7 separate regions of the Mus musculus genome follow, and regions 2, 3, 4, 5, 6 and 7 are each linked to region 1. Evidence: chromatin contacts called from public ChIA-PET, HiChIP or PLAC-seq, Micro-C and promoter capture Hi-C data. All regions are on one chromosome and are shown on one strand. Each heading gives the region's core, a stretch centred on a gene start, on an enhancer-like site or on the middle of the called end of the contact. The rest is flanking DNA. Distances are from core to core; before and after follow the strand shown.

Region 1 (3,464 bases), core at 629-3,128:
CAGAGTGTTGCGATTTAAGGTGTGCGCCACTGCCTAGTAAGTTTTTCTAACTCAGAACATAAATCCCCCACTTTGTCAGTGTGTAGCATATGTCTGAAATTCTAGTACTGAGAAGTCAAGGCAGGACTCTCTAGGTCCAAGGCCAGTTTGGGTTAGAGAACCCAGTTTCAAAACACTTCAACTGCCCCTGCCCCCAAAAGACCCAACCCAGGGAAAACAAAACTACTTCATTTAAGTAAGTGTAAAAAGAATATTTTAAAAAGTGGGTTATTTTCCAGATCCTGTCCTTTTCAAAGGACATCTTCGCCTGAAAATTGACATATCGCTTTGTTTTAGTTCTTCAATCTCCTTTCCACTAGAAATAACTGACAAGCCTGGCCAGGGTGCAAGTCTTCATTCAACCCCAGCATTCGGGAGGCAGAGGCACACAGATCTCTGAGTTCAAGGCTAGCCTGGCCTACAGACTACAGAGTTCCAGGATGGCCAAGGCTACACACATAAACCACTTCCTGAAAAGGCAAAACAAAAACTGAAGGGGGTGGGGGGAGAAAAAGAGACAATTGACAAGTGAAAGAAACCTTCGACTGTTTTTAAGTGTTAACTTCGGTGCCATAAGAAATGAGTACTGACTACAAAGGTTAAGTGCCTAGTTTGTAGTGCAAGTATCTGAGGTGCTGGAGATAGACCCCAGTGTCTTGTTCATACTAGGCAAGCTCTCATGAACCACATACAAGAAGCACCTTTATTATCTCCCTCCTCCTTCCCCCGCCTTCCAATTTTTTCTTTAAAAATGCACACAAACTGTAAACTATATGCTTGATTCAGAGAATGCAAAACTCTAAGCAGTGGTATGACAGAGAGCTGGTATCTGGATTTTTACCAAGCTGTCTTACAAGGTTCTACTCTGCATTACAAGAATCAGCGATTCCTAAAGGGTTTGTTGCTACTTTTAATCCCACAAGTGTACGTTCCCATACATCTAGATCTCGACCTGTAGCTACTTTCCTTCCAAAGTGGACCTAATAAACTGCCTTACTGTGTGGGATCTATGTACCACCTCCAAGGTAACGTCCCCTGCCTGGACATGGGCCGCTGGGAAAGGGTGCTAGCGAAGAGCGGGAAGCGCGACGGAGTCACAACCGTAATCTGTCTCCACCCTCGCACACACCGTTCACTCCAAAAGCCTCCGATTCAAATGTTCCAACTACAAATTATCTAAGCTCCCCTCCCCGAAGAGCTATCAAATTGGGCGGGAGCGCTCACGAACTCTGACCCTGCGCCGCCGGGAAAGCTTAAGACCCAGAGGGTGGACGCTGTACGTCGGGGTTTGGGGGGGGGGCACCCATTTTCTCCAAAGCTGCCACTAAAAAAAAAAAATAATAAGGCCCCTTTCCTCAAACACCTCTCAGGACGGAGCCCCAAACCATACAACCGGTACCCCGCAGCCGCCCCGGGCTTCCCACCGGCCTCCCCCTAAAGACTTCCTCCTTGAGGCTCCGCTAGGCCCCGAGCCCGGGCGGCCGGCGCGGCGCCCGGCCTACAGGGCCTCGCCAGGCGGCCGGTGAGGTTCGGCTCCAGCCCATTCCCGCCGCCATTTTCCGGCCACCGCCACCGCCGCGTAGGGGGGGACGATCCCGGAGGAGGAGACTGCGCAGGGGCGCACCGGTCTCGGCCGCAACGCCGAGGCCGGGGGACGCTGCCCACGAACCCCCTCGGGGTCTCTAAGGCCTTCCTCCGCGGGCCGTCCTGTCCGGGATTTTGAGCGCCTCCCCCTCGGGTCTTACAAACAAGCCTCTCGCCTCTCCCCGGATCCCCGCGCTCGGACTTACGCGGAAGAATCCCGCGTCCATCTTGCCGCCTCGCTCGGAGATCGCTCCCTATCCCAGCGTGCACCGCGCCGCCGCGACGGAGGGCGGGACCGGCAGAAGGGAGCCCAGCGCCGGGAGGCTGCGCGCGCCGCTACACCCGCCCCGCTCCGGCGGGCCTGCGGCTGCGCCTGCTCAGTGCGCCACGAGAACGACGCGCATGCGCAAGCGCACCAGGGCGGCAGCCTTTCGCTAGGAGGGGAGGCGAGCTGGGCGACTGGAACCAATGGAAAGAGGAGGGAGAATCTTTGGGTCGCCCAACCCTACCGATCTTTTTTTTTTTTTTTTTTTTGTGGCGCATGATCAGCGGTGTTCGCGCGACTTGAGTTGATCCTTCCTTTGATCCGTAGTGGGAGGATGTGGGGAGTTGAAGGGAGATGGGGGGCGGGGGGGAAGCCTCAGTCCTGGGGTGCATGGGTAGTCATAAAAGAGAATGCTTGCTTAGGGGCGGCCCGATACGCCAGTTGTTGTCATTGTGAAAGTTGAGCTAGGAGTGGGTTTTGGGAGGTTGCCGGCGGGGTTGAGCCTGCAGCGTCAGCTCGTATGAAGCCCGCGTGTTCGCCGGATGTGCGTCGCATCTGGCTTGTTCTTGAGGTGTCCATTGGATACCTTTCTGTGCTTCTGCTGCGAAACCACGCCGAAGGGCAGGAAGTGGAAGAGGGCCAAAACCGGCCCTTTAATGTGCTCACCAAGCGCTTTCTCTCCAGAAAAGTTTCTCTGGGGCCACTTTGTAACATTCCATCTTTCACAGACACGCGCACCTCTAATGCTTTTTCATGGAAAAGTCGGGAAGTGGGCATGTCTGCCCTAGGAGTGCTAGTGTAGAAACCCGAATGTCTCCAGGCATTTTTTTTTTTTTTCTTTTCCTGGCTTTCCTACTTAAAGGGGGTTGACTTTCCCATTTGAACGCCCACAGACCAGATATGACTAGGTTCGTCTCGTCCATCAAAATCATCAAATGAATCGAAATAGCAGGGAAATCAGAGAGGCTGTCTTTGAGCCTTCTCTGTCTCTGTAGATGGCAGTAGCTTTCCTTTTGTTTAGGACAATCTTGCTGTTGAGAGTCCTCTTTCCTGCACACCCCACTCCCAAGCCCTCAGGAAACACACATGCCACTATGATGGAGGCCCAAGGTCCCTTATCTGAGTTGAACTCCTGCACTAGTTCTGTCACAGATAGCCCTGTTCCTGACCTTGCCACCCAGCATCCATTCTGAAGGAGGCCCGGATGCTGAACGATGCTGTTGAAAACCCTAGGTATCTCTGTGAGTTCAAGGCCAGTCTGGTCTACAGAGTGAGTTCCAGGACAGCCAAGGCTACATAAAGAAACCCCATTAAGTACAAAGAAAGGACGTTAAAGAAAGAAAGAAAACCATGGGCACTTGTCTGCTGAAAAGTCTCCAGTGGTTCCTCACATTTTTTTTCCCCTCCAAAAGTCAAAATTGCCCTTTCCTTGATCCCTTGTGCCTCAACCTCACTCCCTGAATTTCCTGCTGCCCAAGGTTTGTACCGGTCTCTGAGCTTCATGAAACCTCTGACTGAGATAGGCAACAGCAAGGTTACTTGGTAATCCTCAAATTCTACTCAAGTGTCCCCCAGG
Region 2 (3,464 bases), core at 390-2,889, 880 kb before region 1:
TGAGACTTTTGCGTGGCATATCTTGTATTTGAAAAAAAAATGTATCACATGGGTGGGATCTTGCACACACATCTCCAAATCCAATACAAAGACTTCAAGACAAAGTGCTGGTTCAGAAGTTCCCGAACCTCGTGGCTATGGAGGTCTCTGCACATTTGTGTTCCCCCAGCTTCTCAGTTTTCAGAAAGGTCTAATCCTCGTTCCTGTCCAGTTCTAAAAATGACTTCAGGGATCCATTCTGAAAGTTGAAGCATCAGGCCATTGTGAGACTGCGTTCTGAGAGGGAAAAGCCTTCCACTGCGCAGAACTGGCTCCTGTTGTTCACATGCTAAGCAAGAACCACTTAGACTGGCTGGGGCGGGGGCAGAGGGAGACTGACCCCACGCAAGGGCAATTGCTGGAAAATATGCCTCTATAAGCATATTCCAGACAACTGTACTTTGCCAATTGCTTGCTTTGTACGTTGTCTGCACAATACAGTTTTCACTGTCCTGTATGCCTATTGTATTTTATCTCGGGTGCTTCCCTCTTGGTTAAGCAGATGTAGGATTGTTTTAAAATTAGGATTGTTTCCACAGAAGCTGTTGTATGTATGGGTTGGCTTTTGAGAGACCAAATCCATTAATAAAATGGTAAACCCAATGAAGAGTTTCTGAGCAGGTGCTTTGGGGAAATGACCACCTCGTGGGGACACAGCTTTGGTCAGCAGAGAGAAGAGGTTCTTAGACAGACAGGGTCACGCTAATTTCCTTTGTGTCTCTGCTATAGTTTTGCTTTATCCCGGCCAGAGGGAACCGTGACCTTGTGGCTCCTTTTGTTTACATTCTCAAAGTGAGCCCAGCCCCGCTCTAGGGAGCACGTGCTTTCAGAACAAAAGGAGCAAAGTGTATCTAGAACTGCCATCGCTCTTCCCTTCCCTTTCCTGTCACCGCAAGGCTTTAGCAGTCCAGATGGAGTCTGCCTTTAAGCTTAGTGGCTTTGTTAAACCCAAGATCAGATTCCAGAGCCTCCCGCTGTCCTGCCTAGATCCCAGTGTTTCCAGCTCGGGAGGCTGAAGGGTAGAATGCAAGTGGCCAAGGGAAGAACCACGCCCGTAATCTGCCAGTAGGAAATGGGTTAGGGACTGCGTTGTTGCGCTACAGGTGACAAGCTGCCGTGTGTCCGTGATAGGACACCGAGGGTAGAGGATCGTGCAGGGGCGTGGAGTGGCACTATCTTGTCACAGGGTTTCGGGCGTTTTAGGCGACCGGGAGGGGTATGGCATCAAAAGGGATATTGCTTAGGGAGCCAAATAAACTCCTATGGCTGGGTAGAGGTAGAGTCCAGTCGGTCGAGGTCTAAAAGAAGTAGGTTAGGACCGACCCCTCCCCTGCTCCTCACCTCGCCCTGCAGTTTTCCTAAAGAGAGTCCCATAACCGATTCAGTCCTGCGGCCGCAGCCAAATGCTCTTCCGATCAGAGACACCCCACCCACCCACGCTAGTCCCGGCTAACACCTAGAGAGACCCCCCACCAGGAGTGCCCCACCCCTAGCATTGTCCTCCTGCCCCCCTGGCCCGGACTACAATTCCCGAAATGCTTCTCTCCAGAGAGGCGGTGCTCTCCAGGCTTCGGGGCGGGACTGGCACGTGCCGTCACCCGCAGCCAATGCGGAGCGCCTGGTCTGGGTCACGTGCCGCTGTTTGGCGCTTTTGTGCGCGCCCAGGTCTGTTGGTGCTCAGAGTGTGGCCAGGCGGCTCGGACCGAGCAGGTGGGTGCAGGCTTGGCTTAGGCGGAGGCTACGGCGGGCTGGGGAGCAGCCGGGAACGCGGCGGGTCCCCCAGCCGGGCACAGGAGATGGGCGGAGACCCCGAGCCCCAGCGGGTGGGGGGCGTTGGTCTTTTGTGTGGAGCTCGGGCGGAGCCTTGGCTTTTGTCCCTATTCCCTGGAGATGCGGGCTGGAGGGGAGGGGGCGCGGCCAGCGCTGGGCTTTAGCCCGGGTGCGAGCGTGGAGACAATAGGAGGCGTGAGCCGTCCTCTGCATCTACCGCCCGGCGGGCGCGGCTGTTCGGGGGGTCCCCATTGTCTGAAGGAGAGCGAGGCTGGGGGCGCTCGTGCTGCTGAGGGGCGGCGCCCGCCCGGTCTCCCGGGGCTTCGGGGCGGTGGTCCCGGACAGCTCTGGGCACTCCGTCAGTGGGTGAAGGCCGTGCGACCGAGCCCTCTACAGCCACCCCAGGGCTGCGTGTCCGCGAGGTGTTTTTGGCGGGAGTTGGGGGGCAGACGGCCGCGCGCTGCCAGCCCGAGAGGGGCGGGGCCACCCCGGAGGACCGTTGGCCCCGCCCATTCTGTCGCTGCCCACGCGCGCGGGCTCCCGAGCGTGGAGAGGTTCGCGGAGATTCGAAAAGGCGCGGGGAGCCGAGGGGCGGGGCCAGGGGCCGGAGCGTAGGGCGTGTTCTGATTGGCCCGGGCCGCCAGCCTGCCCGCCTGGGCCAGGACCACGCCCATGCTGTGTAGTCTGCTGCGTTGGGTGCTCTGCTACAGATAAATGCATTTTTTTTCGTTGCTTCGTTTTTGCAGTGTCTAGTGTTTGGAACCTTTAGTCATACGCTTCGGGGCTAAAAGAATGGTGATCTTTTTAAAAAAAATACTCGAGAACTGTTGAAAAAAATGTTTGCGACATAAGGCATCAAATGTGACAAACCTCAGGCGGGTGTGGTGGCGCTTGTCTGTAATCTCAACACTCAGAAGCTGCCCCCCCCCCCCGCCCATGTATGCATCGAACATGGAACCCAGGGCTTTGCAAATGTTAAGTGTTAACCCAGTGGGCTAAACCCCACCCCTCTACCCTGAGGAGGCTGAGGCAAGAGGATTGTAATTTTACAGCCAGCCTGGATTAAGTAGACCCTGCCCTCAAAAGAAACCTAGAGGTTCATACAACTTCATTTTCTCACTGTGAGGCTAGTAGCTTAAACCCTAGGAACAATAGGACTTGAATATCATTGGCTGCCAGCTTGGGTGTTATTCACCGTGGCAGACACAGACAAAGCAGGGGTGGGTATTTCAATTGCACAATGAGTTGTAGACAGAATTAAGATGGCTCCGATCTCATTGTTGGGTTGAATCTGGAATATCTTATGTTGGGCAGGACAAAAACATTAAGGGACGGAATTCTTCAACCTTGTGATTGAACCCCTGAGTTTTGATATTCCAAGATTTTCTTTCTTTGAAGAATATCATTTAATTTGATTTTCTGCTGCCAGCGTTACTCAATGAAAATATCTCAATATGTCCCAGTGTTTCTAGATTGATATTTTAATGATGTTTCTTGATTTTCACATAATGATTTTCCTGACATTGTCAAGGGTGTGATTTGAGACCCCTTTGTGCTGATGACATAGGAGAAATGTGGAGAAATTGATTGCATGCTTTGAAAAATCGTTCCAGGGCTTTCCTTGCCAGTGGATTGTGTAGAGTATACAGCCAGTC
Region 3 (3,464 bases), core at 534-3,033, 840 kb before region 1:
GTTGGGAAGAGAGTTCTCTTCCAGGTGTCCTTGGTGAAATTTACAAGGCAGGAGTGGGGAGTGAGTTCTTTCTGAATTTTTATCTCCCGAGTCCTCCGCACAGGAAGGCAGGCATCTCTGGTTGTAAAGTATAGAAACAAAAAGGCTTTTTGCTGGCTATAGAGAACAAAGAGCTTCTTTCTGGCTGTGTTTTTAGAGATCAGGGAAAACAAGCTTGGGGAACATTTAGGGGCTTTACCTTCCAGGGAGAAACACTTTAAGTTGGGGTCTCACAGAACTGTTGTTGGGAATGCAGTGTGTGTGTGTGTGTGTGTGTGTGTGTGTGTGCGCATGTGTGTAATTATATTCCTATCTGGCATTTTGAGGGATTAAAGATCGGCCAGATTGCCAGCCTGGGAAACAGAGAGATTCTGTCTGGAAGTAAAGAAAGGACTGGGAACTGCTCATGAAGAGCCTTGCATGAGACACTTCATTCAGTCCCCAGAACTGCAGATGAATAAGGAAACAGATAGGACATGTCCCGCCACTTATAATATATTCTAAGGGTTTTCGTGTAATACATATGAAATTCATATATAAAATTTATATAAAACCAGACATACGAAAAGTTACAAGAAATATTCACCCAGGGCTGGAGAGAGGGCTCACTGGTTAAGAGTGTGTCCTGCCCTTCCAGGAGATCTGAGTTTGATTTCCAGCACACATATTGGGTGGCTCACAATCTCCTGTAACTCTAAATAATAATTACAAACTTTCTTTTAGTTCTGCTTTGAACTGACAGAGATCTGCCTGCCTCTGTCTCTCAAGTGTTTGCATTTAAGCCTCCCATGCCTGCTAGACAAGCACTCTAACAAATGAAGTTACAGCCTCATCCCTGGATTCCAATTTTGTTTCTTTTGTTTTTTTTTTTGAAACAGTGTTTCTCTGTCCTGGAACTTGCTCTGTACACCAGGTTTGTTTTGTAACTCACAGAAATCCACCTGCCTCTGCTGGGATTAAAGGCCTGTGGTTCCACCACCCAATTCCTTGATTCGATTTTTTATTTCATGTTTTCAAAGATCTTCCATGTATTGGCTCAGTTACTCTTACATGCCAATTAGTGGCAACCCCTAGTGTCGGGTAACCAACCACTGGGTCAGCCAGGGACAAAAGGGTTTAGAGTGGGGTCTAGAACCTGGCTCCACTGCTCCAGGAGGGGAGGCTCTGGAGTAAAACTGTGCAGTCTGAGACTGGAGAGATGGCTCAGCGGTTAAGAGCACTGGTTGCTCTTGCAGAGGACCCTGATTTGATTCCTAGCTCCTATATGGTGACTCAGAAGAGCCTATACTCTAGCTCCATCCTCGGAATCCTACTCTTCTGTCCTCCATTTACACCTATGCTCATGCGCGCATGCCTACAGACACCCCCCAACATAATTCTTAAAAATTATGCATAAATATATTTACATAAATATATCAACACAATATATTAATATACACTCACTTATAGAGTATATGCATGTATTTTATTTTATCATGTATTCTATAATACTTATATAGTATAGTCACAAATTATATGAGTACATATTATATATGTGGATACATATTACATATTATAATATGTATTCATATATATATTTCTGAAAAAAAGTGCAGTCCTGCCAAACCAAACTTGGTAGTGACCTACACATGCAGAGGGTGCAGAGTCCACACAGGAATGAAGAGCAAAGCAGGAAGAGCTCCCGGGAACCGCCCGGCTTCCTTAGCGCACTGGGCGTGGTTAGGGGCGGGGCTTACGTCATTACGGCCGGGCAGAGCCCTGCCTCCTGCAGTGGCGGGAGATCTGAACGCGGGTTGGCGCTAACGCCGGCTGCAGTGGTGCGCGGTGCGCGGCCGCCATGAGGCATAGAGGGCCCGAGGAGGAGGCGTGTGGTGTGTGGTTGGACGCGGCGGCGCTGAAGAGGCGGAAGATGCAGGTGGGACGCCAATATTGAGGCGATACGCGGGCTTTGGGGGACGCCTGAAGGGAGGGGGTCGGCATAAAGGGAGGACGGGATTCGGGGCGACTGGCAGCGTGAGGCCTTTGAACTGGCGCCTCAGGCGTCCTGTGGCATGCTGGGAAGGGCTCCACGACTGGTCACCTACAGGGTGCGGTCTACCCAGTTTGCCAGAACCAGCAACATGGAAAATGCAGATCAGATCGGGGATCTGGCCCAACATTAAATGAGCATCCCTGGGGTGCTGGAGACTAATTGGGCGTTTAATATGCGTTGGCTGTGTCATTAATCTTTTTTTTTTTCACTAGTGAAAGAGGGTTGAGTAATCCAGGTTCCCCCAGTTCGCTTATTACCAACAAGTGTTAGACAATTGCTTGTTTAGCATCTTATGCTGGCCGTTGTGTTTAGGGTTTTAAGTAATATTACCTTGTTTGGTCCAGCTATATGCTAGTATCAGTCCAATTACCTAGGCAGAACATGATATGTCCCCATAAGTAGTTTCAAGAGAAATGTGACTTTTGGAGTTTAGAAAGATTGCTGTTGATTTGAGACTATTAAAGCAGATTGAATGGAACAGGTGGAGATCTGAGATTTAAATAGTATGATTAGCAGTCTAAAGAGCAGCTGTTAACCATTTTTTGCTGATGAAAAATTGGAGATTCTTGGTTTTTGTTTTGTTTTGAGCCAGGGTTTTTTTTCTGTTATGTAACTGGCTATTCTGGAACTCACTGTGTAGAGCTGGCTGGCCTTGAGCTCAGAGATCCACCTCTTTGCTTCCCTAGTGCTACGATCAGCGTGTGCAACCACACCCGACTGAAAAATTGAGGATTCTTAAAGTCATCTTACAACCGAAGTCATTTTCTTCCCCGGGGACAGCGTTTCTCTGTGTAGTCCTGGCTGTCCCTGAGCTCAGAGAGCCACCTGCTTCTGCTTCCCAAGTGCTGAGATTAAAGGCCACCATTGCCTGGCTGAAGTAATTTTTTGAGGGTAACAAACTTTCACATTTTTTTCCTCTTAACATTTTTGGAGCCGGGCGTGGTGTCGCACGCCTTTAATCCCAGCACTCGGGAGGCAGAGGCAGGCAGATTTCTGAGTTTGAGGTCAGCCTGGTCTACAAAGTGAGTTCCAGGACAGCCAGAGCTATACAGAGAAACCCTGTCTCGAGAACAACAAAAACAAACAAACAAACAAACAAACAAACAAAAAAACCAAACCAAAAAAAAGAACATTTTCGGAATAGGTAATAAATCGATGTGTTCTGAAATGTAAACATATAGTCTGTGAGATATACTCCTGGCTTTGCCTGTAATTAACACACACACACACACACACACACAAATGCATCTTTTTCCTATTTACAAATAGTTGCATGCTATACACTGGCAATTTGTGTATATTTAGGTTTTTTAAATTATTTTAATGATATCATTGTGTGTGTGTGATATGTACAGGAGTACAGGTGCCCACGGAGGTCAGAGGTGTGAGAGAC
Region 4 (3,464 bases), core at 243-2,742, 820 kb before region 1:
CTGTTCAGTGGACAGTGTCTAAAGTCTGGTCCAGGTTCTGATATGTGCAGCCATGTTCAAGCCTACAAAGTCCCTGTGTGCCAGACTTCTTGCTAAAGGCCACTTAACTGTGCTACTCCTGCCATTACGCCCTCTCCTGTCCTGCTTCATCTCCAAAGACTCCAACCGAATCTAAACCTCGGGTTTAACAAGCTGCCGGTTCTATTACTCTGGTGTTTAAATCTTTCAACTCTCTTCTAGACTCCACAGTCCTGCCAGCAGGATATACCCCATCTTCCAGCTCTCTTAAGACCAAGCTCTAATACAGTTTGGCAAGTACACGATCTGCGACCATACTCACTCCCTAGTCTTCTGCTGGGGCCATGCTACTACCGGGCTACCAGCTCCCAACACACCTATCTGTGCCCCAGTCTATACCACTGCCTCTGTGGGACCCAACTTATCCAGCTTATCTCAGTCCCTCAGCACCCAGCTCATCCATCACTCTGTCCCTGGCAGCCTGGGGTTCGCAGTTCACTCCGTGGCAGCCTGGATCGCCTTCCGAGGGTGCTCAAAACAGAAATGGAAGTAACCGAACGGCCCATATCCCGGCCTCCGGCAGCCGCTGTAAGCACTTGGCTTGCTTTTAAGAAACCGCTGTAGGCGACACTAACTTGGCTTCGAGGCCCCGCCCCCCGCGTGCCCGCTAGACGCTCTAGCCGGTTCCGCAGCCCCGGCTCTCCCTCCGCACATCGGCGCTGCCGCAGCTCCTTCTGCGCTGGCCGTGCCCGCGTCTTCCCGTGCGGCCACTCTCGGCAGACCCTCTCTGCTCCGAGAGCGCCTCGACCCGGCAGGTCCTGGGCCAGGGAGAAACTTTAGCCCAGCGGTGCCCGGCGGACACCCGGGCAGAGCGCGCGAGGGTCTCACGAGGCGCCGGTGGCCAGCAAGATGCAGCCCCCTGCGCCCTCAACGACGGGTCCCCACCCCCGCGACGGCGACCCGGCCCGGGCCAAGGTCGGCCAAGTTCCTACCGCGCGTCCAGCGGCCCTTGGACCCGCGGGCCGGGCCGGGCCGCTCAGTAGCCTCCAGGCCGGCGTAGGTCCCAGATACGCCGCGCGGCCCGGGGCGTACCGCGCTCCAACGGCTGGGGCGACCCCAACCGCTGGGTGACACGGCCAGCAACTACGCCTGGGGACCAGTGCCCTCACCGAGGGGGGCAGACAGCGGCGACTCCCGCGAGAACTTGCACGGGAACAGGGAACGCGTGCTCCCCTGCGCCGGGACGGAGACGCCGGCGACGGCCCAGGGCGCTCACCGAGCCCGTCTCCTGTGGGACCCCGCATCGGGCTTAGCCCGGACTCCAGCGCCACACTCACCTCAGCCCCTCCTACCCCAGCGGGCGGCCCGGCCTCGAAGTCCCTCACTTCCGCTGACCCGCCTCCGGAAGCAATCATTTGCAGCTGCGCGGCGAGCACCACGCCCAGGAGAGGCGGGCCTAGAGAGGGGCCCGGAATGGACGCGGGCTCTGAGTGGACGGCAGACCGGCCAGGAGGCCACACCCCTCCCCGGGCCACGCCCTCACCCCTCCGGGGGAGGGCACGAAGTCTGTGCGCGCATCCCGCTGGAGTTTTCCTCCCAAGTTTAGTTGCTGCCGTAGGAGTTGCTTCCCGTGTTTAGTGTCAACAAACTTCTGGGAAGCGGTAGTCTGCCAGTGTTGCTGCTCAGCACTGGAAATAGTCCATACTCCTGCTGCAGATCTCCGAATCCTCTCATCTTGGCATTTCAGCCTTTCCTATCTAGTCTGGACCCTCGTCCCATTTCATGCTCCCCCAGATACATCCCCCAGCAAAAATGGCTGCTTTCGCCTTTCAGGCATGCCCTCCAGTGCTTCGGAATAGCTGTCTTCTATTTTAAAGTTCTCTGTCTCACACACGCTCATACACGTACACACGTGTGCAGCATAGTTCAGTCTGTTAATGAGATGGGTGGATTGATGGCACTCGGAGACACCAAAGCTCTCAAGGTCGCTCTTTCTACCGGTCTCCATGGCATCCAGTTAATGGGCATACACTTTCTTCTCTGCACGTGGCTTTGCCTGACTCACCAGTTCTCCCAAAGCCTATAATCCCCACCTGCCAGGGACAAATCTTTTGGATTCGTGGGTGGACAGCTTTGTGCAGTCACAATGGGCATTATGCCCAGACCTGCCTTACTACACCCATACATGCTTTATTTCTCTATTGTTGTCCTCTGGAAATTACAGTTATATGTTGCTGAAGAACGGGTACTCTTTGGGAAACGTGTCCTTAGGTGACTGAGTTACACAAACATTATAGAGTGAGTACGTACACACACCTACAGAATATACTACATCCTAGGTGAATTGGTAAAGCCTATTGCTCCAGGCTACAAAAACCTGCACAGTTGCAACTGTGCTAAATCCCAGGGAAGTTGTATCACAATTGTAGACATTTACTTCTAAACACCGGTAGGGCACATGCCAAGATAGATAGCTGGAATTTCTCAGCTCCTTTTTGATTGTTGGGTATCACTGTCAGATAGTCTATCAGCGACAAAGCCACTGATAGAACCTAGTGGGGAAACCCCCACTCAATTCCCGATTCGGTGTGCACCCAAAAAATCACGAAGGACCATCTTGATGGAATTAAATGAGGTCGTTTAATTACGGAGCTCCGGACCGACATGCATCCCACACAGGAGATAACGGATGTCGGCCACGAGGCTGGAAAGCTAGGGGTTTTTATGGGGTAAGGGGCTTAGGGGTGTGGAATTCAGCATAGCAACACACTATTGGCTTATTCAAACATCAGGAGAAAAATTACATGTACGTGCAGGGTGTCAGAGTTCTGTGAGTTGTTGACTCAGTTCAGATAGCCCTGTTATGTCCTCACATTCCTCTTTATCTTATGGTCAAGATGTTCCCAGGAGTGTTTTAACTACGGGGAATACCCAGGTTTGTTTTTCTCTTTTCTCAGCCCCAGACAGCCTCTAGGCTCACAAACAACCAGCAATTTCTGAGTACTTTATATGACTTACAGGTCTTGAAATTTCATCTTTCTTTCACCACCACTGTGTGGCATCTGACCATTTAAACGTTTCTTATGGGTTTGTGTGTATGTGTGTGTGTGTACTTCATTTTGCACTGCTCCCCATAAGATAAATAATTGGGGGCTGGAGAGATGGCTCAGCGGTTGAGAGCGCTGGCTGCTCTTCCAGAGGTCCTGAGTTCAAATCCCGGCAACCACATGGTGGCTCACAACCATCTGTAAGGGGATCTGATGCTCTCTTCTGGTGTGTCTGAAGAGAGTGACAATGTACTCACATACATTAAATAAATAAATAAATAAATAAATAAATAAATAAATAAATAAATAAATAAATATTTTTTAAAAGATAAATAATTGGTTATAATCCATCCTTAACCTGGAAACTGACTTTACCTCTGTGTCAGTGAAAATGATATG
Region 5 (3,464 bases), core at 505-3,004, 700 kb after region 1:
TCTGCCTTGGCTCCGCGGACTGTGCAGTGAACAGCAATCTTCTCATTTCTCCGGATGCCAAAGGACCTGACAGTGTATCTAGCTGCAGGACGGGGACACAAGAGGCAGGTAATGTCTTATTTCCATTGCACGGCATCTAGCGTGTCAGTCAACATCGTCCACAACACAGAAAACAGAGCTTTCCATCTCTAATTTACCCAGCCATACTAAGAACCTCAAACAGCATGGCCATAGTAACAGACACAGGTTAGCAAGACTGTTACATTCCTTGAGAGAGAAAAATCTCAAATGTAGCCCAGGCTGGCCTTGAACTGGCAGCAATCCTCCTGCTTCAGCCTGGGTAATGGGGTTACAGTTGTGGGCTATCAGGCCCAACCAATGATTATGCTCTAATTGGGAGACTAAAACTGACAAAAGCCAGTGTTTTCAAAATGCTGACTGTGGTCCTAAGAAACAGTATCCAAACCCAATCACAGACCACCCACAACCACACTAGCAACAGACTCCATGTTTCTAGCAAGGTAACTCCTGTCATGTGGCCAAACAAGGGAATCACAATTCATTTTAAGTGAGTTGAGGCAGAGCCAGAAGTTAAGAAGCACTGGTGGGGGGGTGTTGGAAAGATGGCTCAGAGGTTTAACAGGTTCTGAGGACCTACACGGTTGTTCACAACCAACAGAAACGGGATCTGATTCCCTCTTCTGTCATGTGGGCATGCATGCAAACAGAGTACCCATGCACACACACACAAATACAAATAAAAGCATGGATAGGACCTCATGCCAACAGTGTACGGTATTAACCCTGTTCTTAGCTGTCAACCAGGCCCACGACAGCTCACGTTATAAGTCCATTTGCACCCGTGCTCCGGTCAGATGAAGCAAGCTTTCCAGATCCACTCCTCTCTGGTCAGCCCACCGCCACTCACCTTTGGAGAACACCGGGGTCTGGCCTGTGAGCTGCTCCAACACCTTGGCTGCCCGGGTCAGTCTGTCTCCGCTCTCCCCGACGCAGATATTGAGGCAGAGCTTGCGGATGCGCAGTTCCCGCATGGGGTTCTCCTTTTCCCCTTGATCTTGCTGCGAAGAGGGACACAGCCATCAACACCCTCCCGCCCCGTCAGAGACGAGAAACAGCCAAGGTCTTCTCCGCTCTGACTTCTATCGTCCCGGATCCCGCCTAAGCCCTCGGGACCACCAAGGTCTCCGCGTTTGGAAGAGAACGAACACAGAGAGAGAGCCTGAATCCCAAGCGGATCCACGAGTAGGGAACAGACACTAGAGATCGTAGAAAGTATACAATGTAACCCTAATCAAAACTACAGGAAGTACCGGCCTCTGCGCCATGCCGTCCCCCTTCCCAAGCTAGCACGGGTCCTGCGAGTAGGACTCGCAGAAACTCCCCAGCACCACACAAGCTGCAAGTGTCCCCTTGGCCCCGCCGTGGACCTCCGCACGTCGCGCTCGCACTTCCGGCAGCCCCCAGACACTGCGTCTGGGCCCTCGGGGCTGCAGACCTGAGCCCCATTCTTAGGATGGGCGGCGATGCGGCGGGGGTGCCCCACGGCCGCCCAGTCCCGCCGGGCTTAATGCCAACAGCCTCGCGGGCTCCGTCCTCCTCCGGCCACCCGCGAGACAGCCGCCCTGGGCTCCGCCGACTGCGGATGGAGACGGATGAAAGCGAGGCAAAGCCAACTCTCGCCTACTCACCGCCATGGTGGAGAACAGGAAGAGAGAGGGAGACTTCCGGCCCCGTGGCCTTATGGGTCAGGAGGCGGGCTTTTCTTCTAGGCAGACAAACGAGGGGAGAGGGGGAAAGAGAGGCATAGCTGTCGTGGCGCTGCCACCTCTAGTGGACTGTCCTCGAAACTGCAGTCATCTTGGGCAAAAGACTAGGTCGTGGGTTGTCCGATGCTGGTATGTTCTTGAGTCCATGACTCCAAGAACAGTCTCAGAACCTGGTGGTTCTTGAGTGATGTCACTGCCCAAAGTCCATTAAATCAGTTGAGCAAAGGGCTAGAGAGAAGGCTTTACAGTTAAGAACAAAATTCCCGGCATGAACACGGTATTTCAAAACTGGTTGTGCCTCCAGTTCCAGGGAGACAGATCCCTCTTCTGGCATCTACAGGCATCAGGCCATGTGTGCATACAGGCAAAACACCCATATAAATAAAATAATTTTTATAAATAAATAAGCTGAGACGCCAGGCAGTGGTGGCGCACGCCTTCAATCCCAGCACTTGGGAGGCAGAGGCAGGTGGATTTCTGAATTCTGGTCTACAGAGTGAGTTCCAGGACAGCCAAGGTTAGACTGAGAAACCCTGTCTCGAAAAACAAAAACAAAAACAAAAACAAAAAAATCAGCTGAGGCTGGAGAGACAGCGCAGTAGTTAAGAGCACTTGACAGCTCTTCCCAAGGTCCTGAGTTCAATTATCAACAACCACATGGTAGCTCACAGACATCTGTAATGGGATCTGATGCCCTCTTCTGGTATGCAGGTGTACATGCAGATAGAGTACTCATACATAAAATAAGTGCGAAGATAAAAAGAAACCATACAGATTCTAGACCCTTTACTTTGTAACTATGTTAACAAGTATACAAATCAGAGTAGTGGCTTAAATCAGCTGTTCCAGTCTGATGCCCTTGTCTTCCTTCTGAGGACCCCAGGCACACACTTACAAGGACATATGTGCAGGAAAAACTTAAATACAGATAAACTAATAAATAAAAAGTAAATTTTGAAAATAAGAGTCCTGAGCTGTGAATACAGGCAGGTGTGGGTTTGATCCAACTAGCTAGTTACTAATTAAAATTACTTCTGTCTGTTTTCCCCTTGTGTAAAACAGCTACTTCTGTGTCATGGGTTACTGTGTAATTCAGTGAAGTATGTAAGTTGTTACTTTTATAATTAAGTCAAGCCTACAACATCCAAGCAACACCCACCTTCCAAAAGAAGTATTAGACATGGTAGCTAAAAAGAAAAAGGACATCAGAGGTGAGAGAGAGAGAGAGAGAGAGAGAGAGAGAGAGAGAGAGATCTGACAATGGCTTACAGATGCTTCTGAGAAGAGATCATCAGTTACAGACTATAGGACACGCCCCCTTCCAGGGTTACATTGAATCCTCAGAAGCTGAACTCAAGGATGAGGACCACCAAGATCCACATCCCAGGCAGATGCTGGCCTTCCTTGAGTCAGTCAGTTTCTCTAACATGAATGCATGGGCAAAGAAGAACACAGACGCCTTCGGTAGAAAAAGGGCCTGCCCTCTCCTTCCTGCTGCCCCCAGTACCCTTCTCTAACCCACACAGGGAGGCCAGAAGCCCCCCAGCATTTCCAACCTTTCAAACCTACACATAATGAGAATTTCAGTTTGTTTGTTTGTTTGTTTTGTTTTTGGTATTTTTCAAGACAGGGTTTCTCTGTGTAGCCCTGGCTGTCCTGGAACTCACTTTGTAGACC
Region 6 (3,464 bases), core at 292-2,791, 630 kb after region 1:
ATACACACACACACACACATATACATACATCTTAAATTATTTATGTAATTAATTCAAGAAGCACTACATGCATTTCAATGTAACTAAGAACAAGGCCAACCTGTTGTTGAACTCTGATCCCCCATACTTGATGCAGCAAGCCCTCTAACCCACTGAGCCATCTCCATATCCCTGGAATAAAATATACCAGCAAAAGCTAGGTGGGAGTCTCCCGAGGGCCGAAGCCCTCACTACTCACAGTCTCATCTCCGAGGGGTGCGAGTCATCATCCTCGCCCATTATGATGACGCCTTTCAGCTTGACATTGCCCGTAAACCTGCCAGAATTCCAAAGAGAAGGTTGTCTACCTGGGATTGAACCCTGAGGACCAGCAGCCATGTGACTCTGACAAGACCCTTCCCTTTTAGCTCAGCTGACTCATCTGCCACCTGTAGTCCTTTCAAAGACCCTGTCATTCCATACCTCCAAGAAATGTAATCACCTCAATTATAATTCGACAAATGCATGTGTAGTCACACACACACACACACACAAGCTCCTATACTTACTTTCTCAAACCCACCAAAGAAAATCTACCCCATTTCTAGACACAGGTGTGCACTCTTGACATAGCCATCAAATGAAGTCATCCGAAGAGACAACTGGGTACAGCCCAGTTTGCCTGAGGCAAGAGCCAAGGAGATACTTACGGAATATTAAACAGGAGCTCTTCGTCCGCATCACTTTCAACAAACTGCGGTGCATGGGGAGGAAGCAACAGATATCTGCTGAGAAACTACAATTTCAGGCATCTGGCCTCCCTGTTCTACAAACTGAGTCGCGATGCAAATGGACCTGTCCCAACAACCCGCGCCCAGGTCCTCATAGCTGGGAGCTGCTCAGTCTCCATATTCTAATCACCACGGCCCCTCTTAGAGGGATTCTAATGGGGGTTTCCCAGGCTGCGAACTCAAAAGACCAGTGCTTCTGTGTACCCTTCTGGAGAACCTTCAAATGGCTCTCAAAGGGGTCTGGGTTCCAGGTTAGAAGTACGGATCGCGACCCCAGGCCAGGTGAGGCCATCGGACAGCCATCTGGACCAATGGTCAGAGGAAGAGACAGCAGTCCTCTCTGCTCTCCTCCCTCACATGCCCTCGCCGCCTCGGAAGGGAGGTAAAGCGCCCACCTTGCTCCTCTGGGCCTCAGTTTCCCTGTCTGTCTACCCTGCGAGGCCCCGGGGCTCCCGGGCCGCCCACCTTGGAGCGGTCGGTCCGCTCCTCCCACGGCTTGAAGACGCCGCGGCCGCTGCCCTCGCGGCTCTCGTTGAGGCACTGCAGTCGCTCCAGGTCGATGCGCAGGTACAGCCCGTAGGCCAGGCCGCGCTGCTCGGGCGGCTCCTCGCGCTCAGCGGCGCAGCGACAGCCGCCCCCGCCGTGGCTGTGGCCGTGCGACATGGCGACGCCGCCCGCCGGCTCGCCTGTGACTCCCTCGGCACCGCCGCTCACCCGGAGCTCACTCGGCTCCGCGACGACCGCCAAGCGCCGCCACCGAGGCGTCGTAAAAGGCGCCCCTGCGCGGCGCATGCGCGCGCGGCCCAGAGGGCGGGGCCGGGAGGGATTGACGTGGACCTGCGCCAGCAGAGCTGGACGCTGGCGGTGTCGCTCAGTGGTACCGTTCAAGCGTGGAAACTGTAGGGCTGGGGACGCGTGGCAGGGACGCGAATCCTCCCCTCCCGAGCCAAAGCGTGCGCTTTCTTCCCTAGCGGCCACCTTTCTCCGGCGTGGTGGATAAGGCGGGGCCGACAGCACAGCAAAGCTTGCCTCCTCTCTCCCCCTGACGCCCTGTTAACCTCATCTGTTTACCCCCTACTTTCTCCCGCCTCTTTTCCTTCTCTGTCTCCTTTCTCCGCCTTTCCTTCCATATTTTTAAGCTAGTTTCTCATGTGCCCCAGGCTGACCTCAGATGATCTATGTACCTTCAACTCCTGACCCTCCTGCCTCCAAATCCCAAATTCAGGGATTAAAGGCACGCACCACCAAATCTGGTGTTAGATTTAATTAGTTACATTTATTATATATCTATCATGGGTCTATCTATCTATCTATCTATTTGGTGTCTTCTGTGGCTTATCGCGCTCTTTCCCTTAATAAAGTGTCTTACTACCTAGTTTTGGCTGGAACTATCTACTGAGCCTGGAACTCACTGTGTAGATCAGACTGGCATAAAACGCAACAGAAATCCATCTGCCTCCGCCTCCGGGGCGTTGGGATTGAAGGCATGGGCCATCCTGCTCAGCAGCATCATATTTTTTTGATGCAGTCTCTCACCGGACTCGAGGCTCACCATTTAGACTAGGCTAAATGGTCAGCGAGCTTCTAGGCTCCACCCTCCAAAGCTGGGCTTGCTGCTGGGCCTGTGCTTGGCTTTTATGTGACTGCTGGAGATTTGAACTCTGTCCTTGTGTTTCCACAGCAAATGCTCTTAGCCGCTGAGTCATCTTCATAGCCCATAGCTACCTTCTTGATAGAAGGTATACTCACCACCAGACCTGGGGTGAGAATGCTGGGTCTGTCCCTGACGGTGTGACACTAGGAAAATATCACCTTTTCCTATTCTGAGTCATTTTTCTCTGTTCCGTGGGCAGGATAGTATCTGTTGAGTAGTCACACTGAATAGTAAGGGAAGAATGTGATTCAAGAACTCAACATGTGGGCTGGAGAGATGGCTCAGTGGTTAAGAGCACTGACTGCTCTTCCAGAGGTCCTGCGTTCAATTCCCAGCAACCACATGGTGGCTTACAACCACCTGTAATGGGATCCAATGCCCTCTTCTGGTGTGTCTGAAGACAGCTACAGTGTACTCATATACATAAAATAAATCTTAAGGGAAAAAAAAAAAAAAAAAAAAAAGAAGCCGGGCACAGTGGAGCACACCTTTAATCCCAGCACTCGGGAGGCAGACTGAGTTCGAGGCCAGCCTGATCTACAAAGTGAGTTCTAGGACAGCCCGGGCTATTCAGAGAAACCCTGTCTCGAAACACCCCCTCACCCCCCGCAAAAGAAGAACTCAACATGTAAGGTGGTGGCACATACCTTTAGTCCTGGCACTCAGGATGCAGAGGCAGGCCGATTTCATAGTTTGAAGCCAGCTTGGTCTATAAAATGAGTGTCAGGATAGCCAATGCTATCCAGAGAAACTGTCTTGAAAAACAAACAAGCAAAACACATGGGTGTGGTGATTTTTGCTGGAAAGCCGGCAATGGACCAGCAATGGCAATGGAGAGGTAGATCTCACATTCAAGGCCATACTAGGCACATAGACCCTGTCTCAAAACCAAAACAGACAACACAGTGCAGTGAATGGCTAACACAGGTGAAGTATCCAATTTGTTCGTTACCTCTGTGCAGTCTAAACACTGGTACTTACTAGAAGTGTGGTGCTGGGCAGGTGACTGAACCCCTACCCTCAGGCTGCCATCCCATCTG
Region 7 (3,464 bases), core at 375-2,874, 610 kb after region 1:
TCTTCAAGGGTGTGAACCTCCAGAAACTTCTAGAAGCTGGGGACTTCATCTGTCAAGCCCTTAACAGAAAAACTAGTTCCAAAGTGGCACAGGCCACCTGCAAGCTCTGAGACCCTCGTTCGCCTGAACCAGAACGGAGGGAATTGGGTGTATACAATGATTCCTGGATGAAGAGATGGAATGAGAGCAAATGAGCCGGCATCACAGAGGTCCCTGTCCCTGATGATAAGGGCTAGAGCTGCCTGGCCTGGGCCAGCTCCCCAGAGCTGTGCCTAAGCACTTGCTTGGGATGGCCCTGGGTGAGTCTGCCTGCCAACAGAGCTGATGTCCACCGCCGCAGGGCCTTTGTTCTACCTCTGAGGACAGAGAGCAGTTTCCCCTTATGCCAGCAGAGCATTTGCTGGAATGGTGGGGGTTGATCTGCATCTGTGGTCATCTGCCAACGAAATCTCCACTCTGTGTGTGATTTTTTTGAAAACAGCTTATGTAATTAAAGGTTTAATTTTCTAATATAACATTCAAACGTGTGTTTATGGGTGGAGGAGTAAAATTGCTCTGAGGGAAGAGGGAAGGTTTTGTGGCTGGTTCATCTTTGGATCTCTTCCATCGCCACACCCAAGCCCCCAGACCACTGACTGGAAATCATTGCTGTGGGGAACACCCTAGGACTCGCTTCTGAGAACGTGCCTGTTTCCAGAGCAGGAAGATAGATCAGGAAGATAGATCTCTTACTGGTCTGGAACTAGCTAAGGAGACTAGGCTGGCTGGCCAGTGAACCCCAGGGATCCATCTGTATCTGCTTCCAGTGAGATAACAAACTTCCACAATGGTCAACTTGACAGTATTATTATTATTATTATTATTATTATTTATTCACGCGCTAGCTATCTTCAGCTTCCCTTTTCATAAACTCACTGAAATTCTGCTGGGCCTGAAGACCTGTACTACCAGGAAAGATTTAGCTTCATTTATGTATTTGTGAGAGAATGCCAGCTATGTATGGTATGTGCAACGGAGGTCAGAAGCGGGCATGGCATCCTATGTAATGAGAGGCGGTAGGTATGTGGGTGCCAGAAACAGGACTCGGGGCCTCTGCAGGAGCAGCCTCCCGAATGCTGGGATTAAAGGCGTGTGCCACCACCGCCCGGTCCCGCTTTGTATCTTAAACCGAGACAAAAGTGTCTTGAGTCCCTATACGGGGGCAGGTGCGCAAACACAGCTTTGGGGGAGGGAGGCAGCGGCTCAGCGATGGGCACAGCAATTGCTACTGTGAATGTCAAGGTTCCTTCGCCATCGCGGGTTTCTTCCCACGTGAACTTGGACGCAGCCCGGGCCAGCCATGTCCTCCAACTGGAGCTGCCCGACCAAGGGTTTGACACAAACAGTGGCTCTGAGTGGAGGGACTAGAAAGGGCCCAGTCCCGACCTTGTTTCTCCTCAACAGCCCGCCGGTAACCGGATGGCGTCCGCACCCCTCATTTCCGCCCTCGATGGAAGCGCACTGCGCAGGCGTTTAAAGCCTGTGCAGACCATTTGTCCCTCCAGGGTTGCCGTCCAGGCAGTAACCCAGTACACACGTTTCCTGGAGGGCGTGGAGGGGCGGGGTCGGGCTGGGCTGTCAGGTCTTAAAGGGGCCGCGGCGCTGGTCGCGGGAGGCGGTGCCTGGAGTCAGCGCTGGAGCTTCCGCAGGTTCGGCCGGTAGAATGAAGGGCTTAGTGAGCTCGGAAGGGCCAATGCTTGGTGGGGAGCGAGGAGGTTCCAAGAGGGTCGGTTCGTGTTCGGAACAGGGCCAGGCTCACCCCTTCTGCTCGCGTTTTCCGCAACCGTAGCGGGGGCCACCCGAGCCCATTCATTCGGGGCTCGGCTCCCCGCTCCTGCTCCCAGCCCAGACCCGAAGTCCAGAGCTAAGCTCCGCCTCGCCCAGGCTGCTGAGACCCAGCATCCGCTCTCCTGCCTTGTACAGACAGGGAAAACTGAGGAGGGGACCGCTGACCAAGGTCATCCCCTAGTCCGGAGCGGAGCGACCTCAGAGCAGCCTTTCTGCCACCAGAGTCCCCTCAGCGACCGCCTCCCCGCGTCTTCGCGCAATGCGGGAGCTGCAGGGAGTCGCGGGGCATAGTCTCGGGGATCCCCCTTAGTCAGTTCTTATTGCTGTGTGACCCCAGGCCGACTGCCTCTGGGCTCAGACCCTAGTACCCAGGGCTGGTAGAAACACCTGCCACATCCAGATGTTGGGAAAATAACGCACAAGTGCGGGGTAGTGATTCTGGGTCGCACTGGACGCCCCGTCCAGTGGGCTGCAGCAGAATAACCCCAGCAGAAACTTGAGGCAGCTCGGAGAAAGACGGCAGCGAGCCAGGTCGTGAAAATGAAAGGCCTCACTGTGTGGACTGCCTCTCTGTCCGCCCAGCAGTTTGCTCAGGGTGGGGATGCACACCTGGCAGCGGAGAGCGAGCCAAATCCACGTCGACACCGGCTCACTTGGTGCTGCCCTCCTTGGGCGGGATCTGTGGCTCCAAGTCAGCTGGGCCAAAGCTGAGCTATTGGCTGCCCCAGGGTGGGGTGAAGCCCTACCCACTCCAGGGCTGTTGGCACTGCAGCCTCTGAGCTGGGCACAGCCTTCCTGGCTAAGGACCCCACCCTTGAGGCCATTTGGCGTTCTTACTGCTTCCTCCCAACTGACCTTCCAGGGGAAGGGTTGTTGGAGCACTAGATGTTAGTCATCAAACCCAGGAACCTTTTGCTCCGGGGAAAAGGTGTCAGTTTACAGGGACAGGTCCCTTTTTCTGTATCCTAGCCTCCCATTCTTAAGCGATGTTCTTCTGCCCGAGACTGTCCATACTCCAGACATGGAGGCAGGAAGGGTGGGTCTTCAAAAGGCCCATCTTCCCACCCTCTGTCAACAGGAACTAGACAGCATGGTGTGTCTGATGTCCTACATATGCAGGTGGCAGACCTTTAAACTGCTTCATTGGGCCCTCCTAATACATGGGGTGTGTACAATAATTAGTTCTAGAGGTGAAAACTGTGCCCTAGAGAGAGTTCAAAACGTCAGCCCCTACAGCCAGAAACTGGTAGTTAGCTAGTTAGACCCAGGGCTGATTCTGGAACCTCTCCTTAAACTAGGGCTCACCCCTACATCCTCCAAGATGAAGGTAGGGGTCGAGCATCCAGTTGGAGTGAGGCCCTGAGCAGGAAGCCTCGGCCACCTCTGAAACTCTGTCTTCTAAGCAGGCGCCATGGAAAAGGTGCTGGTCACAGGTGGGGCTGGCTACATCGGCAGCCACACGGTATTGGAGCTGCTGGAGGCAGGCTACTCACCTGTGGTCATTGACAACTTCCATAACGCCATTCGTGGTGAGTGAAGCTGGGTACGAATCAGTGAACAGTTTCTAGAGGGGTTGGGTACAGGACCCCATTCTCTAATATTGAACACCGTGTGCCCCACCACCACCACCACCACCA

What was found. Promoter capture Hi-C pulls out the DNA fragments that hold promoters and counts their contacts. A called contact is a pair of places that touch in the nucleus more often than the background predicts. ChIA-PET counts read pairs in DNA pulled down with a chosen protein or histone mark. HiChIP or PLAC-seq counts read pairs in DNA pulled down with a chosen protein or histone mark.
Region 2: a promoter capture Hi-C map of pre-B cells shows a contact between it and region 1, with 3 times the contacts expected there. The contact joins the promoter of Stmn1 here to the promoter of Srrm1 in region 1. A contact is called at or near these places in 2 of 39 promoter capture datasets (liver and pre-B cells), 1 of 115 datasets of contacts at active chromatin or transcription factors (memory CD8 T cells) and 1 of 9 other capture datasets (liver).
Region 3: a contact with region 1 is called in a Micro-C map of embryonic stem cells, with 12 times the contacts expected there. The contact joins the promoter of Aunip here to the promoter of Srrm1 in region 1. A contact is called at or near these places in 1 of 484 Hi-C or Micro-C datasets (embryonic stem cells) and 2 of 115 datasets of contacts at active chromatin or transcription factors (bone marrow-derived macrophages and pro-B cells).
Region 4: a promoter capture Hi-C map of pre-B cells shows a contact between it and region 1, with 2.6 times the contacts expected there. The contact joins the promoter of Mtfr1l here to the promoter of Srrm1 in region 1. A contact is called at or near these places in 2 of 39 promoter capture datasets (liver and pre-B cells), 2 of 115 datasets of contacts at active chromatin or transcription factors (large pre-B cells and pro-B cells) and 1 of 9 other capture datasets (embryonic stem cells).
Region 5: a contact with region 1 is called in an RNA polymerase II ChIA-PET map of memory CD8 T cells, with 10 read pairs. The contact joins the promoter of Rpl11 here to the promoter of Srrm1 in region 1. A contact is called at or near these places in 2 of 115 datasets of contacts at active chromatin or transcription factors (embryonic limb bud and memory CD8 T cells).
Region 6: a contact with region 1 is called in an H3K27ac HiChIP or PLAC-seq map of cardiomyocytes, with 4 times the contacts expected there. The contact joins the promoter of Pithd1 here to the promoter of Srrm1 in region 1. A contact is called at or near these places in 1 of 39 promoter capture datasets (hippocampal neurons) and 3 of 115 datasets of contacts at active chromatin or transcription factors (cardiomyocytes, kidney and memory CD8 T cells).
Region 7: a contact with region 1 is called in an RNA polymerase II ChIA-PET map of memory CD8 T cells, with 53 read pairs. The contact joins the promoter of Gale here to the promoter of Srrm1 in region 1. A contact is called at or near these places in 2 of 39 promoter capture datasets (cranial neural crest and hippocampal neurons) and 1 of 115 datasets of contacts at active chromatin or transcription factors (memory CD8 T cells).

The regions. Positions count from the first base shown.
Region 1 is chr4:135,351,268-135,354,731 of GRCm38.p6, forward strand. It overlaps Srrm1 (serine/arginine repetitive matrix 1), which reads right to left and starts at 1,879. Exons shown (of 18, transcript NM_016799.4): 1 at 1,830-1,879. The coding sequence starts at 1,850.
Region 2 is chr4:134,466,681-134,470,144 of GRCm38.p6, forward strand. It overlaps Stmn1 (stathmin 1), which reads left to right and starts at 1,640. Exons shown (of 5, transcript NM_019641.4): 1 at 1,640-1,749; 2 at 3,423-3,464.
Region 3 is chr4:134,509,216-134,512,679 of GRCm38.p6, forward strand. Aunip (aurora kinase A and ninein interacting protein) reads left to right here and starts at 1,784. Exons shown (of 3, transcript NM_001081099.1): 1 at 1,784-1,954. The coding sequence starts at 1,877. Paqr7 (progestin and adipoQ receptor family member VII) reads left to right here. Exons shown (of 2, transcript NM_027995.3): 2 at 1-1,022.
Region 4 is chr4:134,533,895-134,537,358 of GRCm38.p6, forward strand. Mtfr1l (mitochondrial fission regulator 1-like) reads right to left here and starts at 1,493. Exons shown (of 7, transcript NM_029759.4): 1 at 1,356-1,493.
Region 5 is chr4:136,051,639-136,055,102 of GRCm38.p6, forward strand. Rpl11 (ribosomal protein L11) reads right to left here and starts at 1,755. Exons shown (of 6, transcript NM_025919.3): 1 at 1,710-1,755; 2 at 929-1,079; 3 at 1-82. The coding sequence starts at 1,715.
Region 6 is chr4:135,985,703-135,989,166 of GRCm38.p6, forward strand. It overlaps Pithd1 (PITH (C-terminal proteasome-interacting domain of thioredoxin-like) domain containing 1), which reads right to left and starts at 1,542. Exons shown (of 6, transcript NM_025411.4): 1 at 1,236-1,542; 2 at 690-733; 3 at 239-316. The coding sequence starts at 1,433.
Region 7 is chr4:135,962,101-135,965,564 of GRCm38.p6, forward strand. Gale (galactose-4-epimerase, UDP) reads left to right here and starts at 1,625. Exons shown (of 11, transcript NM_001356493.1): 1 at 1,625-1,688; 2 at 3,234-3,356. The coding sequence starts at 3,239. It overlaps Hmgcl (3-hydroxy-3-methylglutaryl-Coenzyme A lyase), which reads left to right. Exons shown (of 9, transcript NM_008254.3): 9 at 9-568. The coding sequence ends at 110.